2 separate regions of the Sus scrofa genome follow, and region 2 is linked to region 1. The links are chromatin contacts, called in public Hi-C maps. All regions are on one chromosome and are shown on one strand. Each heading gives the region's core, a stretch centred on a gene start, on an enhancer-like site or on the middle of the called end of the contact. The rest is flanking DNA. Distances are from core to core; before and after follow the strand shown.

Region 1 (4,824 bases), core at 789-3,288:
CCTCTGCTCGAGACTTGCATTCTGACTCCACCCACCCTCAGCGTGGGCTGGAATGAGTGACTAGTTTCTAAAGAACAGAATGTGGCAGAACGAATGCTATCTACGTGACGTTCAAAGCTATGGGTGTGAGTCTGTCCGCAATTTCATTTCTCTCTCTTCCTCTGCTCCCGCCTCCCAGGAATCCAGCTACTAAGGTATGATGAAGCCCAGGTCGTGTGTCAATTTTAGCATCAACCATCGGAACGCGAGTAAAGGACCCCTGCAAGGTGCAGTGGGTTAAAGGATCTGGCCTTCCTGCACCTGCAGCATAGGTTGAAGTTATGGCTTGGACCCAATCCCTGGCCCAGGAACTTCCATGTGCTGCGGGTTCAGTCTTTAAAAAAAAAAAAAAGGCATCCATCCATCACTCAAGTTTTGATGCTGATGTAGAAGCAGAGAATCTATTCTTGCTGATCAATTCTCACAAACCTGCCCATCCCCTACGTCATTCCTCCCAGGGTTAGCGTTGGTGGCTAACCACCCACTTCTCAACCAAATCAGGGACCAAACATCCCACTGGCTTCCCACTGCTGCCGCCTCGGGCAGGAAACCTCACGGCTATTACCCTCCCTCAGGACCTGGGGCAGAGAGTTCCCCTCCTCAGAGAAGGAAGCCTTGAAGGGCCACTAAAAGGACGTCTCTTTGGCAGGGAGAGATGGAAGGTGACGGCCAGCATCTGTGACTTCTTCTCCTTTCTCTGGAATCTCTACTTTGTTTCTCTTGGCAAAAATTCGGTTTATCTCCACAAATGTTCGGCCCTTGGTCTCAGGAATGACCTCATAGATGTAAACAGCCGTGAGGAGGCAGATACCCGCAAAGATGATGAAGCTGTAGGCGCCAATGACCTCCTAAGCCAAGAGACCAGAGAACAGGAGGGGGTGGAGGAAGAGAGACACGACAGGAACAGCTCTGGGTGAGGCTTTTGTGAGTCCCACAGGGGTTTCTTGGTGACCAGTTCTACTTTGCTCCCAGAGGACTGGAGTAGCTAGAAAATCGGTTTCTGCTCTCATATCACAAAGGATGCTGCCTTCTAACAACAGGGCCACCATCTCCTCTAAACTTGAACCCCCCCACTCGCTCCCTCTCCCTGGCTCTAGCTAGATTTTTTTTTTTTTTTGTCTTTTTAGGGCCGCACCCACGGCATATGGAGGTTCCCAGGCTAGGGGTCTAATCGGAGCTGTAGCTGCCGGCCTACACCACAGCTACAGCAACGCCGGATCCGAGCCGCGTCTGCGACCTACACCACAGCTCACGGCAATGCCAGATCCTTAACCCACTGAGTAAGGCCAGGGATCAAACCTGCAACCTCAGGGTTCCTAGTCGGATTCGTTAACCATTGAGCCACGATGGAAACTCCTCTAGCTAGCTTTGACCTTGGCCAACCAGAGCCCCTATATAATCAGCCTTTCAGGGCCTGGCTTCGGGGAGCTCTCTTCAGAAGGCGGGAAACCGGTGTAGTTATAGTTTGGCCCAAGTGGTTCCACGTGTGTCTTATGGACCTTGAACTTGCCCAAGAGCAGTGCCCGGCCTTGTCCCCTCGGCAGATGTTCCTAGCAGAAGGGGCCCCCCTATTTCCTGAATCTCCTTTGGCTTGGGGCTGGGGCAGGGAGTGGGGGAAGGGGCGGCCCCTCCCCCCCCCACTCCCCAAGGGCGTCCCCTCACCTGGATGGATGGGAACACGAAGCCCACGATGAAGTTGGTGAGCCAGTGCACAGCCCCGTCCACCAAGAAGGCGGCCGGCCGCGAGGACTGCAGGAAGATCTCTGTCCTCACCACGGAGGGGACAGGACCTCGGGGCAGAGAGCACAGGAGAGTGGACTAGAGAGGGGCACGGAGGGCTCCGGTCCCAAACCCACGCCCCCCTCGGAGCACAATCTGTTGCAAATGCCAAGGAAGGAAGCGCACATCTCTCAGCCAGCTGCTTTCATCCCCCGGGCTGCTCCGCGGTGCACCCACAGCTTAGCTCCAAGCTGAGCCTCTGAGGGTCTCAAGGTCACACCAAGGCCACTCTCCCCCACATCCTGAAATTCTCAGACGCGGAAGGGGAGCCGAGCTGAACAAGCGCGGGTGCCTGGGAAGTGCTGCCCCCTGTGGTAGATCTGGGAATGGCAGGCACCCTGCCTTAGTGCGGTTTCCAAACTTTCTTCATTGCGGAGACTTGCCAAAAATGTTTAAAGCCATTTCCCTCCTTAATCACCAGCCCTCGTGAAGTTTTAATAAGAGAGATATATCTGTTTGTATACAGTATGTCTAGCTAAGTCTTTGTACATAAAAAGCATAAGATTCTGTCTCTTCCCAATCAGTTCCCAGCCCTCAGTAGGAGGGTGGAAATGGCCACCTTGAAAATGCAGTTTCAGTGGGTGGGAAGGGAAAGGGATTCAGAGCCTTGGAATGAGCTGCCCTTGGGCTGTCAAGTGGAAAACTCCTGCAAGCTGGTGAGGAGGGGGCCCTTTCCTCAGGGCTTTGTGCCCAGAGGGGGCAGCGGTGAGGAAGCTACCCATGCTGTCCCCCTCCTCCTGTCCCCCAGGACTGGCAGCCAAGCGGCTCACGTGTCAGTCAGTCCACGATCTGCCCCCAGCAGAGGGGATGAGCCATGTTTTTCCCGGAGGATCCTGAGGCCAGGAGAAGCACAGCGGCTCCCTTCAGTGGGGGCGCAATGGCCCCAAACACACAACCCTGTGCCCAACAGGCTCTCCTGCCTCCACACTGGAGGCATGCTGGGAAACTCCCACTTCAACATCCTTCGACATGACTCTTGGGTGGGTTCACAGCTATATCCCCTGCCTGGCACAGCACAGGCGAAGCAGGTGTTCCCTCAGTGTGTGTTAGTGGAGCAATACCTTTATTTAGGTTTATGGACACCTTCTTCAAAACCAAGATTCTGGAGCTCCCATCGTGGCGCAGCGGCAACAAATCCAACTAGGAACCATGAGGTTGTGGGTTCGATCCCTGGCCTAGCTCAGTGGGTTAAGGATCCGGCATTGCGTGAGCTGTGGTGTAGGTCACAGATGCGCTCGGATCCTGTGTTACTGTGCCTGTAGTGTAGCCTGGCAGCTGTAGCTCTGATTGGACCCCTAGCCTGGGAACTTCCATATGCCGCAGGTGCAGCCCTAAAAAGCAAAATAAAATAAAATAAAATAATTCTGCTGAGAAGATTCTAATCCTAGGAGTCAGAGCTGCCTTTCCCCAAGCAGTGAGAACTGGGTTCAATTCTCAGGAGGACACACAGGGGAGGGGGAGCCTGGGGTCTGGAGGCTGCCTGAGAGCAAGGAGAAGTTCCCTGCCAGCATGTGGACAAAGGGATAAAGCAACAAGGGACTATAGCTGGAGGTGGGGGTGGGGAACCAAAGCCACTTGAGGTGCCCCCCTGGGGTGTGGCTGGCAAGAGTTCCCTCTCTGCAGAGACTCACCTCCTTGCTGGTCAGTGGACCTGAAGCTGGGCACCTCTAGGAGCCTCAGGAAATGGGGGAGGGCAACAGGGCTGTGGCGCTGGTTGGCACTTAGGAAATGTTTTTTTTCTTTTTAATTGTTATTTCCCCAATACCATTTTTTTTTTCTACTGTACAGCATGGTGCCCCAGGAAGTGTTTGTTGAATGAATGAATGTGGGCTGGAGAAAGGTAAACTGAGCTGAAGGCTGCCGGGTGGGTGGGAACCGGGGAGGAGTGGGGAGAAGGTCATGAGAACACAGTCCAGGGGGAGGGCCGTGGGGGGCAGGTACTCACTGGGCCCTATGGAATGTCCGGCGATGTAGGCGAAGACACAGATGACACTCAGGTATGACAGCTCAGCCACCGCGCTCTGGGGGGAGAGGCAGGGAGGTCTGCAGCCTGGGACTTCTGAGAGTCTGAGGCCAGGACCCCTGTGGGCAGGTGAGCCCACCTTCCTGCCACAGGAAGGAGCCACGCTGGGATTTCTGAGCACCGACGTGGGCCTTCGGAGGGTAAGAGGGGGAGGAAGATGAAGCCAGCATTCTAGCTGGCAGCGGCCTCCGAGAGCCTGATCCAGAGCACCGCAGCAGGAGGAGCGCCAGCTCTTACGTATTCTCTGCCCTTCACAAAGCTAACCCACCGAATCTTCAGGACACCCCACCCCCACCCCCGGGGATGTCATCCTTTCAATCCTACAAATGTGACCACTGAGAGCCTGAGCACGGGCCAGGAGGACTTCGGGTCCCTCAGGGATCAAGCAGTGGCCCACGTCTGATGCTCAGCAGAGACCTGGACTCTACATCATCCCACTGAATCCTTCTAGAAGCCATTGGACCAGGACAGCTGGCAGACCCCCATCTGTGCTCCCCATCACCAGGGCAGCAGATGGCACAAACTCAGGGCACAGACTTCAACCAAACTAACTACGCAGGGAACTATTTCATGACAGTTATGAAAAATGCCTAGAAAGAGGGATCGGCAAAGGGCTGGCATCGGAGGTCGACTGGGCATAGCCCCTTCAATGACGTCTCCAAGCAGCAAGATGACAGGTGACCTGGGAGAGGGGCAGCCTCCGGGAATGGGAGGGAAGGATGCTGAATGACTTGGGGCTGCTGAGCAGAGGCGTGTGACAAGCTTGGATTCATGATTCAACTGGGACAACTGTGGGCAGAAGCAGGCAGGCAGGGTGGGTCCATTTCAATGCTTGAAGCAAAAGAGGAGATGGCTGTAGCTGGAGGGTCTTCCTGGACCCGGTGCCCCCTGGGCAGCTGCCCAAGACGATTTTTCAGGCAGAGCCCATACGACCGGCCCATAGGTTAGAAGGAGGGAGTGAGAGGAAAAAGAGTGGATGCCAC
Region 2 (4,824 bases), core at 1,057-3,556, 140 kb after region 1:
ACGTTCTCTGGGCATAAGCCCCTGCCCCGCTTCACCTGTGACCCCTCCCTCCAGCCTCACCGGCTTCCTTACAAATTTCTCAAAGGCCCCTTCGCACCTGCTGACCCTTCTCCCCAAAAGCCCTCCCCTCATCTCAATGACTTACCCCCTCCAGCAAAACCGCCCCTCCACAACACTTGTCACCCTCCAACCCCTTCAGAGCATTTATCACCACCAAATGTCTTAAAATACTTCTTTTGTTCATGGATGGCCTGTTTCCTCAATCAGATCAGCTGCCTCACAAAAGCAAGGACTGGCCTGTTTGGTTCACTGCTGTCTTAAAGCTAAATGACACAGGCACACAGCAAAGATTCACTAAATAGTTGCTGAATGAATAAGTGAATGAATGAATGAATGGGTCCTGCCTAGTCATTTTCTTCTTGTGTGTGTCTCTGACTTCTTCTCAACTGAGGCTGAGCAGCCTGGACCCAGGGGCAGGATCCTGTGCCTCCTTTCCTCTGCCTGCACCCAGCCCAGGGGCCAGTTACAAGGGCAGATTCAGGTCTGGCAATGCCATTAAGTGGCAGGATCCATGCGAGGTGCTTCCTGACTCTCCATGATGAGAAGGGCTCAGAGGCGGGTCTAGATTTAGCGTCATTGATTTGTGATGTGTGCCAAGGGCCCCGGGAGGGGAGTAATAGTGTAAGTCCTTGGGGCTGCAGAGCCTGTTCACCAGGGGATTCTTGAGGCTGGCAAGAAAGCTGGACTGGCAGGCAGAGCAGGACAGTCTTGGCCAGTCCTCAGGTTTGGGAAGCTCAGGAAACAGACCCCAACACATAAGGCAGCAGATCCCAGTGGGCCCAGGGTACCAGCTGACGCTGCCCCATCAGACTTCTGCTCCTGGATAACTTTCAAGGGGAATGTCCACGAATACAGGAGCCCCCCCACCTCCTGCTCAGCCCACCCACCTCGGCCATTGCTACACAGAGGCTCAGGGCAGTGGCCATTTGTCCCAATGGTCTCTCAGACCTGGGGGCAGAGGCAGAACTGGTCCACAAAACTTACAGGGCACCATCTTGCCTTCGGGACACGATTCCTGGCTACAGAATTCCACCAGGCACTTATCCAGGACGCCCGGCCACTCCCAGCTGCAGACCAGCGCCCATGCATCAGGAGGCCGCAGGCCCTGGCTCTTTCTGCCCAGTCATGCTGTCCCCTTGCTCCCTGTCCCCATCAGGCGCAGAAACAGTAAAGGCACAGGAGGAGGTCCCGAATCGAATTCAAGCTACCAGCCTCACCGCCCCCCGGAAGCAGGGCAGGTTGCTTTGCCTCTTGCTGCTCCTTGCCAGGTGGATGAACCACCAGACGTGCCCTGCCTCCCAGTCCTTCATCCCGACAGGCCGCTCCCCGGCTGGGCAGGGTGTGGGGGAGGGGGAGGAGAGGCAGTGGGACTGCAAACCTCTCCTGTCCCTCGCCTTAAAACTCGAATTGGCCGACCCGACTTCTTACACAACACTACTTTAGCGACCAAAGCACTTTTCCCCTCTGAGGCAGTTCACAAGCACCTCGGGGAGCTAGTTTCGATGCCCCCACTTTCAGGAAATCAAGGTATTTGCTCGGATACCGCGAGGGTGAGCAGCAGCAGGGCAGCCACGGTCCCCATTGCCACTCCCAGACCAGTGAGCCCTCCTGTACCCACGATGGAGAGCGAGGAGGAAAGAAATAGCCAGCCATGCAAAACTCAAAAAAAAAGGAATCCTTTCTTTCCAAAGATTATGAAATCAAAGAACATTTTGTTGCTTCTTGGACACTCTTCTTTCTTATGACTCGGAGGCCACACCATTCAACAGGGTTCCCATTACTGGTATTATTAAAGCACTTGGTCTAGCTCCTGCCTCCCTTCCCAGCTTTCACACAGACCGAGAACTCGAGCGTTTACCTGGGCTCACCCTTGGACGGGGCGAGCAGGTCGCGCGGGCTTCCAGCCGCCTCCTCCCCGGGGCTTGGTTCCAAGGCTCCCGCAAAATCTCGAAATCTCCCCGGATCCGCGCAGTCACCGAGGCAAGCAGCCTGGCTCTGAACAAGCCCAGGCAAGCCCAGGCAGAGCCCGCTCTGGGTCCTCCCTCCTGCGCGCACAGCCGGGCCCCGGGGCTGGAGACGCGTGTCTCCTGTCCCCGATCCGTGGAGTCCCCTCGCTCCAGAGAGACCGGGGGCCAGCATTCCCTCCACCTGAAAAGAAAAAGGGCCCAGGTGGGGCCAGAAGGGCCGGTGGGGGGCGGCGCCAGTCCGCGGCGTATGGGGCGGGGGCGCTGCAGGCGCCTGTGTCACGTCGAGGGGGTGGGGTGTGCGCGCTGCCCGAGGCCGGGAGCGCGGCGGCCCAGCGCGCTGCTGGGGCACAGGGCGCATCCGGCCACGGGGCAGGTCCCTTCCTGCCCTGAGTCAGGGTCCCCGGGGCGCCTCCACCGCTGTTGCCCGCCTGGGTTGGTGCTTCCCTGGCGACGGCGCGGACAGCGCAGCGCCCCTCGCCTCCGCCAGCGGCGGGGTCCCCGGGGCGCGCTCCCGGAACCGACGACTGGACTCCGTGGCCATCGCGACCCTTCCAAAGAAGGGCTCCTCGGCCCACCGCGGCGGGACCGAAGCCCGGGCCGGCCGGGGGGGGGGGTGCTGTAAAAAAGCAAACTGAAACCGCGGGGCCGCTGGCTGCGATGCCCAGCCCGCGGGCCTCTCCCCGGGAAGAGGGAAGGAGAAACCCGAGTCCCGGACGCAGGCGAGGGAGGTGTCCTGGGTCTGGACCTGTTGTGTCCGCGACACTGCCAGCCCGGAGAGCTCGGAAGTCCTACGCGGCCCCGATTCATAGAGACAGGAAAGGGCTCAGAGTGCCAGAAACAGGCACCCCGCCGCGGCCACCGCCCGCCGGCCCGGCACCCCGCCCCCACCCCCCGCGCCCCAAGTTCCGGCGCTGCAGGCGCAGGAGTGACTCGGCTCGCGCGTCCCGGGACGCAGAAGCCGGCGGCGGGCATCGCCGAGGCGCGGCGCTCTAGAGCCGGGGTGCGCGGGGCGGAGACCGCGCGGGGCCCGGCTCAGCCGAGGGCCCAGCCGCAGCCCCCGCACCCGCCCTGAGGCTTCGCGCAGGCACCAACCCCGACCCGAGGAGGCGCGGGACAGCCCGCAAGGTGCGCGCCTCCTTTTTCTCACGGTTTCCGCGCTGCCCCGCGATTGGCGCAGGACGTCCGCCGGGCACGGGCAGCCACGGAGACCTCACTCTGCTGTGCGGAAAGGGGCTCCCCAGCCACCACCCCGCCCCCAGCCTCCGCAGATCCCAGCCAATCCGACCAGGTTCAGATCGGGGACCCTTGGGAGACAAACTGCCCTGCGGCCAGCGCGCCCAGGTCTAAAGGAAAGAGGAGTGTCCCCCCACCCCGCCGCTTCCCGCTGTCTCAGGACAGAAGGCGCTTCCGCAGAAGCAAAGCCTCCTCGCAGACTCACCCTAGCAGGACTGTGGCACCTGTCTTCTCCACGCGGACAAAACCCAAGGGTGAAGGTCGTCTTGGCTCCAGGAGTCTCGCTCGCCTTGCGCTCCTTCTTGAGGCAGGGCGGGGACGGGGGGGGGGGGGAGCTGCTGCCCAGATGTGTAATCACATTTGGATACAATGGAGGCCAGGTGTGAGCGGTCCCCATTTGACCGAGGCCCATCCTGAGGCTCAGAGGGCTGAGTCTGCGAGGAGCCTCTGCTCCCAGACTTTTCCAGGGATTCTAGAACAGTCCCAGAGAGGAAAGAGCCAGCCACCAGGTGAGAATGCCCAGGGGGGCTGCATCGCTTCAGGTCCCGCCTACGTTTCCCCCACACCAGCAGTGCAGGGGAGAGGACAATTCCTGGCCACTCTTGCCTCCCCCCATGCCTGTCACCATGGGGTGGAAGACAAGAAGGCTTTTGCAGATCTTCAGAGACTCCAGAGGATTCAAGGAGGCCAATGGCCCTGGTGGCAGCACAAGGGGATGGGAGGGAAAAAGTCACTGCCTAATCTTGTCTATCAATAGCAACAACAACAATAATAATAACTTGAGTGCTCAGTGTAGGAGGCATCATTCTGAACCCTCCCCAGGTCATCTCATTCAACCCCCAGAACGGCCCCCGTGAAATAGATACTAGTATTGCCCCATTTTCAGGTGAGGAAACTGAGGACCAGAAAGCTGCCTAGGCTGGCAGCTACAGCTCTGATTTCAACCCAGATATGGGAGCATCCACAGGCCATGGGTGCAGCCCTAAAAAGACCAGAAAAAAAAAAAAAAGATCTAACCCCAGTGAGGGTAATACAGGCGGTCAGGCACCCCAGAGCTGCAGCCATTCTGCCAGGGCCCTGGCAGGGGTCAGCTAAGAGGCCAAGGCGGCCTGTCTCTTACGCCCTTGAAGATGGACACAGAGGGTGGAGACTCTAGGGACACAGAGCCCTAGACTGGCCCCAGGGCCCTAGATGGGCCCCTGCAGAAGTATGAGGGGTCGAGGGTAGAACTTTCTTCCTTGTAACCCTGCATCAGAAAACAGCTTGGTGGGACGATGGTGGACAGGCCAGTAGGTGGAGCATATGGGGGTGCTCCAGGGCCCCCCCCCGGCTCTTGCAAAACACTTGTGTCTGCAAAGCACACTCTTCGAAGCCCTCTCTCTTAATAAGGAAGCTCAACTCGACTGGTCGGGTTGGTGAAGAAATCACCCCTGGATTAAAAATAGCAAATACATGTAAGAAGTCAAAACGCTGTACAAAGGGGAGAATGGCTTTTCAGTGTTTACTCATTGCGATGCTGACTGGGCATTTTAACTAAATATAGCTTTAATGTTTTCCAGCCCCT

What was found. Hi-C and Micro-C count contacts between places; a contact is called where the count stands out from the background.
Region 2: a contact with region 1 is called in a Hi-C map of epiblast stem cells, with 1.8 times the contacts expected there. The contact joins two enhancer-like sites. A contact is called at or near these places in 2 of 47 Hi-C or Micro-C datasets (embryonic fibroblasts and epiblast stem cells).

The regions. Positions count from the first base shown.
Region 1 is chr6:69,483,818-69,488,641 of Sscrofa11.1, forward strand. SLC2A7 (solute carrier family 2, facilitated glucose transporter member 7) reads right to left here. Exons shown (of 12, transcript XM_021095281.1): 10 at 3,764-3,839; 11 at 1,702-1,829; 12 at 1-887. The coding sequence ends at 666. Among named protein-coding and RNA genes, the nearest start is that of SLC2A7, 18 kb to the right of the region's middle. Within about 2 kb of position 2,039, at least 5 of the 83 cell types and tissues checked have an H3K27ac peak or open chromatin away from gene starts, as enhancers often do. A contact at or near this core is called in epiblast stem cells, where this site is marked.
Region 2 is chr6:69,624,520-69,629,343 of Sscrofa11.1, forward strand. LOC110261090 (a long non-coding RNA gene) reads right to left here. Exons shown (of 5, transcript XR_002344883.1): 2 at 3,466-3,956; 3 at 1,919-2,208. Among named protein-coding and RNA genes, the nearest start is that of H6PD, 39 kb to the right of the region's middle. Within about 2 kb of position 2,307, at least 37 of the 83 cell types and tissues checked have an H3K27ac peak or open chromatin away from gene starts, as enhancers often do. A contact at or near this core is called in epiblast stem cells, where this site is marked.